Linked DNA regions of Macaca mulatta: region 2 is linked to region 1. Evidence: chromatin contacts called from public Hi-C data. All regions are on one chromosome and are shown on one strand. The core of a region is the stretch at or near the end of the contact, and the rest is flanking DNA. Distances in the headings are between cores, read along the strand shown.

Region 1 (3,567 bases), core at 408-2,907:
GTGAGCTTTCTCAAGGGGCCACGTCCAGCTTGCCTTTTGATTGGCCCAGTTGGTGGGGTGTCTTCCGCCATCTTTGATCAGGGCACTAAGAATGCTCCTGATCGTCTTCACAATGAGGGCGGAGGCCCCGCCCCGCCAGCTGCTCAGTACGTGCCGCGTAGCCCGTGCGAGCCAAGTGTGAGTCGGGGCGAGCGCCTGCGGGGCTAGCAGTGGGCCGAGAGTGAGAGGGCGGCGGAGGAGCAGCGATCACGTGGTTTTAGGGACTGTCTAATAATTCCACGCCAGCATTGCCGGTGTTTCAAGGGGCTGGGGACCGCTGAGTTCGCCACCAACTTTTCTCCGACGAACTACCCTCCCCAACCTACAAGCCCAGTTCCGCTTGAGGTAACTGCTGACGAGACTGTCCTATACAGCCCTACAAGACAGAGGCGCCTGGGGCTGAAAGCGGGGGGCCACAATAGGGAGCCAGTGTTATTCATTTTCCCTACCTTTGATGAAAATAAGAACTAATTCTTAATGAGGCCTACTGGGTATCACGCAATACCCGGTAACCCTGTGCTTACTATTATACTTTGGTTTGTTGCAAAGATTAAAGGAAATAAGCCGTGCAAAGCGCTTAAGAGCTTGGTATAAGTAAGTGCTCGTCGATGTTGGCTACTCTTATTTTTTGCAGACGTGGGAACTGGGGCTCAGGGAGGCTAACAGCCAGTAGGCGGCACAGCTAGGATTTGAACCCAGGATTTTCTCCAACGCCGCTCAATTATACCCGCCAAGGAGTCACAGAGACTTAGTGAAATATACACATTGCTCACCTGGGTAAACTGAGGTCCACCAGGGGAAGGCTTCCTCCTGTTGTAATCACTAACCCCAACTCTGTCTCCCTTGCCCGATTCATTCATTTGTTCATTCGTTCAACACCCTGTCCCCAGGAGGCTCAGTCTGGGGACATACTGATCCAGTTAGATGCGAGTGCTTCCTAGTTATACATGGCGCCTGCTGAGAAGGCACTTCAGAGTCCAGGCACCCACCTTCCAGGCGCTTACGGTTCACTCCTCTAGCCTCATTTAGAGCTCACATTAAGAGCACGGGATCTGGATCCATACTGTTTGGATTCAAATCCCAATTTCACCACTTGGCAGCTGTGTGTTCTGGGAAAATGACCCACCTTCTCTGTGCCTCCATTTTCTCACCTGTAAAACGGAGTCCCAGGCTGGTGGGAGGGTTTAAGGTGTAAGCCATGGAGAGCCCTTTAGCGAACATCCAGACTGGCAATAAACTCAATAAATGGTGACTTATAATTAATTCCTCGGAAGCATCCTAGGGAGTGGACACTATTGTGTTCCCCATTTTAAATATTACTTTTTTTTTTTTTTTTAAGTAGAGACGAGGTCTCGCTATGTTGTCCAGGCTGTTCTTGAACCCTTGGATTCAAGCGATCTTCCCGCCTCCGGCCTCCCAAAGTGCTGGGATCACAGACGTGAGCCAACGGGCCCAGTCTGTGTCCCTCCCTCGTTTTTACAAATGAATAAAGAGCGGCTGGAGAAGCAGACTCTTGCCCGAGGTCACCAGCTTTGCAGTGTAGCATCCCCCGATTTGATCTCCTGTCTCTTTGGCTCCAAAACCTACACTCAGTCCTGGGGGCGGTTAGCGGCAACCGCTCAGAGAAAGCGTGACGAAAACCAATCTGTAAAACCCTAGCCTGGGAGAGGGGCTTCGGTGCGCGGGGGAATTTGCAGACGCTCCCTGCTGGCGGAGATTTCTTGAACTGTCCTTCGGCGCGGGACTTTCGGCGGGTCCCGGCCGGGCCGACCAGAGTGCCTGCGGCGGAGACTGCAGTGGAGCCAGTACAGGCTACAGTGGCCTAGGCTGTGGCGGGAGAGTCATGTCAGAGCCGCAGCCGCGGGGCGCAGAGCGCGATCTCTACCGGGACACGTGGGTGCGATACCTGGGTGAGCGCGGGGCGACTGGCGCGGCGACCCCACCACCACTGGACTGGGGAAGCAGGGGTCGCCGGACGCCGGCCCGGGGCCTAGAGGAGGCGGGAGGTTCTTAGTTCTCATTCTGCTTTTGGGCCGGAGACTGGGCTCAGATAGGGCTAGGGACTTGCCCAAGGTCACACTACCCTGGTGGGCCGCCCAGGGCGGAAGCTCGCATGAGGTGAGCGGGCTGCCAGCTCTGGCATGCGCTCTGGCTGGCTGTGGAGTTGAGATCTCCACGCCCATTTAGGTCCTGACACGCACTGATTCTGTCTGAACCTCAGTTTCCTCCTCGGCAAAAAACAAAAAACAAAACCAAAAACAAACCAGATGCACACGAGGGCCTCTGTCATTGAGTGGTGGTTGCGAGGGTGGAATGGGATAAAGCGCAGAAAGGCCTGGCACTTGGCGAGCGTCCAGTCAGTGGCGCTGCCCTCGATCACTGTGCCCCTCTGGGTGCCTGTCACCTCATTAGCGCAGTTACTCCTGGGACCAAGACCAGGAAATCTAACCAACAAGCAATGGTAATGGTGACTCTGTGCTCAGCCCGCCCTCAGTGGCCTGAGTCCGAGGTGGGCATCATAGCACCAGTTTACATCTTGGAAAGGCAGGCTCAGAGAGGTAAAGTCACTTGCCTAAGGTCACCCAGGGACTGCTTAGCTGGCTAGGATGAGAACCAGCCTGCTCCAGCGCCCCCTTGTGGAACAGTTCGTGAACCCAGGAATTAAATGTTCCCTCCCCCAGGCTATGCCAATGAGGTGGGCGAGGCTTTCCGCTCTCTTGTGCCAGCGGCGGTGGTGTGGCTGAGCTATGGCGTGGCCAGCTCCTACGTGCTGGCGGATGCCATTGACAAAGGCAAGAAGGCTGGAGAGGTGAGTGTTAGCCTATTTTCCAACTCCCCACCCCAGCTCTCTTCCTGTGTGGTTCAGTCCGCAGCCTTGCATGTGATAAAGTCCCTGTGGGACACTCCGGTGCCTACAACCTTGCCTAGTGCAGTCCACAGACAGTCCTGTTTGTAGGACAGTGTACCCCCGCCCCCACACTCTCACTCCCAGACCTGGATGTGGCAGACTGTACCCCACTCCTGGGTGTGGACAAGTCCACTGGCCACTTGCCCCCCCCCCAGGTCTAGCCTCATGCCCCTTGTTGCAAGATTTCCTGCCTCTGCCCCAGCTGGATTAAGTGTCTCTACGCCCACCAGGTACCGAGCCCCGAAGCAGGCCGCAGCGCCAGGGTGACCGTGGCTGTGGTGGACACCTTTGTATGGCAGGCTCTGGCCTCTGTGGCCATTCCGGGCTTCACCATCAACCGCGTGTGTGCCGCCTCTCTCTATGTCCTGGGCACTGCCACCCGCTGGCCCCTGGCTGTCCGCAAGTGGAGCACCACTGCGCTTGGGCTGTTGACCATCCCCGTCATTATCCACCCCATTGACAGGTGGGTGCCTTCCTGGCCTCAGGGATCATCCACTCTCCAGGTAGAGCTACCCTCTGCGAAGTGTGGGTCATGCCCACTTTGCTGGAACAATAGCAGGGACAAGGCTGGCACTTGGCTCCTGGGGTAGAAAGGACAGCCTGTACCCTTGTCATATGGT
Region 2 (3,567 bases), core at 387-2,886, 140 kb before region 1:
GGACGACAATATGTACCTCACTACCGTGTCTTCCGTGGGTTAGCAGAAGCTTTATACCACAGGGCACCACCAGGGGGCATTCGCAGATCAGGTTGGCTGGGGGACTGCCTTTTCCCCTTTTGCAGACCCAGACTTCCCTGAAGTAAAAACAGGGAAACTAAGGCCTGCATTGGAGCAGGGGGACAGGCCAAGCTCCAGCTAGCTCGCCTGAGACTCCAAGCCTGTGAGGATGGGCCGGGCCAGCAGCAGAAGGAGGAGCTAGGCGTCAGCTCCAGGGCCCAGGGAGGGCCCAGGCCGGCGTCCAGTCCTGAGCAGGGGCCAGGGCCTGGGTGGCTGCTATTCACCCCAGCACAGCCAGGAGGCCTCCAGGACCCTCCCCTGAGATGGCTGCCTACTCCTGCATTCCTTCCCTCGGACTCCTGGAGTTCCCAGACCAGCAGGGGAGGAGGTGACCCAAACCAGGGAGATAAGACCAGGAGGAAATCATACCCAGGGACTTCTAACAGCAGCACTTGCCTGGAATCATAACAGAGGCCCTCCTGCAGGCCTAAGACTGCTGAGTGCCCTTCAGCGGTTTTGAGTTTATAAAGCCCTCATGGGACCCTGTTTTTCAGAACCAGAACTATACCCATTTTACATAAGAGAAAACAGCTCAGAGAGGGGAAGTGATTTGCTCAAGGGCACACAGCCAAGGAGTGGTGGAGTAGGATTCGAACCCTGACATATCTGCTTTTAAGGCTTAAGGTCGTGGGATGGATCCCAGCAACTGGTGAGAACCCTACAGAAGGGGAGCGCGACAAGCCCCTCCCGTACTCCCGTTCCCCAGACCAGCCCCCACCTTTAAAGCCCTCCTCATCCACCATAAGTGTGTAATCCTCAGGGGTCTCCGTCAGGCTGAAGAACTTGCACCTGGTTGGGAGTGGGGAGCATCTTCAGTTTGGTGTGGAGAACTGGGGATTGCGAGTGGATGTCTCTCCATCTGCCCCAGACACCTCCGCGACCCCGGGCCAGCGCCTTCCTGCCCCCTCGGCCTTTAATTTCCAGGGCAATGGGATGTTAGGCCCATCTCCGGGGTTGGGGGCTACTTTCCGGCCTCCCGACCTCTCCAGGAGCCTTCCACCCCTCCACTCCTGGATGGAGGAGAGGTTCACACCCGCGGCGACAGCCTTAGGGGCGTCGGACCTTGGACCCCCTAGTCCAGCCCCTCTGACCTGAAGGGAGGTGTCCTGGAAGGAGCTCCCCGGAGTGATCAGGTAGGAATGCCCACATTTGACACCACTGAGTTAAGCATTGCGCATCCCAGGCTGTTTGCGCTTTGCCCCTCGGAGGGGGCCTCACGGGGCCGCATAGGCTGTGGTCCCCCAGGCCGGATGGCGGCCGGAGCGGGAGAGCCCTCCCCACCCGCTCCCGCCCGCCTGCCTGCCTGCCTTACGGCGATCCTAATCCTCCGACCCTGGCCCGGAGCGACAGCAGAGCCCCCAGACCCCATCTGCGCTCCCGAACCCGGGCGCGCACCGGCTGCGGTGGGGCAGGAAGAGCAGCTTGATGAGCGGGTGGGTGTAGAGCCAGAGACCCGGACGGGCGACGCTCAGCACCCGCACCCGGTGTTCTAGGATGTGCAGCTCCATCGCGGCTCGCGCGGACCCGACCCCACCGCGAACTAGACCCAGGCCGCGCGGGAGGCGGGGCGGCGGGGGTGGTGCCCGAGCCTTAAAGGAGCCGCTGCGCGGCCGAGTCCACGCCGTCCGCTACGCGGCTGACCCGCCCAGCCAGGCGCGGCGTCCAGCTCTTTGACGGCCACGCCCCGCGGGAAGAGAAGCCTATTGGGTGGTCACGCCTCCTCCTAATACCAGAACCGCTTTCCAGCACACCGAGACCGCCCCGAACGCCTCCGCTTTTTTTAGCACTGGCTCGGGGATAGACCCCACCCCGTCTGACTCCTCCAGGTCCCGCCCATGACGCGCCCCCTCCCTGGGCTCCGCCCTTCCCGCGGAACGCCAGCTGCGCAGCGGGTGGGAGCATCCAGGAGGCTAGGGGACGTTTCTGTCCTTCTGGCACACACGTGGGTTTTATGATTGAGGTCCTTAAGACAGAAGGACCACGAAACGAACTGGAGCTCGACTGGGACCAGAACGCTGCCCCAAACCCCTGGAGCGATGAGAGGCATAGGTCGGCTTTGCAGCGCCGCCGGGCACCTTTCCCTCTCCTGCCTGTGGTGGCTGCAGGGGGCAGGGCCGCCAGCACAAGATTGCGATTGATACCTACCCTTCCCCGCTTGCGAGGGGGCTGACAAGTTGAAACCTGGCCTGGTAGCCCCACTTGTTCCTCTCATCCAACTTTCAAAATAGAAGGCACCCCGCCAGGGACACACAGAGATAGAATTCTAGCCACCTCTGCCTGAGCGACATACTTTGGGTTAGGGGGCTGGAGGTGGCCAAGGCCTAAGACTTGAGGTCCCTCGATACAAACAAAACCCAAAAGTGCTTGAGCCAGTGATGCCCAGTGCTCAAACTTTGGTGGGGGAGGCCCATGCACCTGAGGTTCAGTGAGTACTCAGACCTCAAGCCTGAAACTTGAGCCCCAAAGCCTGCAGCCATTAACTGGCCTGTGCACATCTAAACTTGCTTCAGGTTCAAGGAGGCCCCCAGCACTGGCAGACACCCCAGATCTTATCAGGCCCCCACAGGTCTAAGAAGACCCCAAGGCTGAGCAGGCATCAGCATGTCCATGTTGGCTCCATGCAGGGCCGATAATGCTCCAGGGGACCCTTGTCTGCCGGGAGCACCCTGAGGCCTCAGATGTAAGGCTTTGAACCAAGTAGATTAAAGCAGGCCTCAGGCCTGATTGGGACCCAGCAGGCCTGAGCAGGCCCTCTGCCTGCTCTGGAGCCCCCACCACAGGCAGATGGAAGCCAAGCTAAGCCTCCTCCCTGGACTCTCGGGCTTGACACATTCCTGTGGGACACTGTGTAGCCACCACATCCTGGCCTATCCCCTGGAGGACTAGGGGAAGGAGGAGCCTCTCAAAGGCTGAGCCCATCTCATCAATGGCAGGTGCAGATAGAGTGGGAAACCACAGGGCTGAGGGGAAGGAGGCAGGAAGTGGGGTGGCCTACCCTGATAGTCTCTTGAGACCCTTCACCTCCCTAGGCCTCAGTATCCCCAGCTGCACCAGGACAGGATGTTCCAGGCCCAGGCGAAGCCTGAAAGCTCCCAGGGAGGCTCTGCTCCTCCCTCTCCTGCCCCCTCCCGTTCTGGCCTGGCCTGGCCCGGCTTGGTCATCTGCCAGGAACAGCGCTATTGTTTGACTGGAAAAGCTGCTTCCTCAGCAGAAGGGGGGCCTCTCCCAGGGACACCCTGTCCTTGCCCTCACCAGTCATTAGGTTGTGACCGCAGTGCCTGCCTGGGCCCTCAAGGGCAGAGTCAGGTCTCCTGCAGCCCTGGTCAGTAGAGGAAGCTGAGTGAGGGGCTCTTGGTGCAAATCTGGCTGAGGCTGGGTGGTTCCTTTCCCGCTCAGCTCATGTTTCCTCATCTGTAAAATGGGGCTAATCAAGCCTACTTGACCAGT

What was found. A called contact is a pair of places that touch in the nucleus more often than the background predicts.
Region 2: a Hi-C map of liver shows a contact between it and region 1, with 2.3 times the contacts expected there. The contact joins the promoter of CASTOR1 here to the promoter of MTFP1 in region 1. A contact is called at or near these places in 2 of 14 Hi-C or Micro-C datasets (cortical neurons and liver).

Annotation. Positions count from the first base shown.
Region 1 is chr10:21,118,886-21,122,452 of T2T-MMU8v2.0, reverse strand. It overlaps MTFP1 (mitochondrial fission process 1), which reads left to right and starts at 1,657. Exons shown (of 4, transcript XM_015150151.3): 1 at 1,657-1,949; 2 at 2,721-2,848; 3 at 3,178-3,410. The coding sequence starts at 1,883. It overlaps SEC14L2 (SEC14 like lipid binding 2), which reads left to right. Exons shown (of 10, transcript XM_077950072.1): 10 at 1-612.
Region 2 is chr10:21,254,514-21,258,080 of T2T-MMU8v2.0, reverse strand. CASTOR1 (cytosolic arginine sensor for mTORC1 subunit 1) reads right to left here and starts at 1,636. Exons shown (of 9, transcript XR_013399347.1): 1 at 1,516-1,636; 2 at 839-909.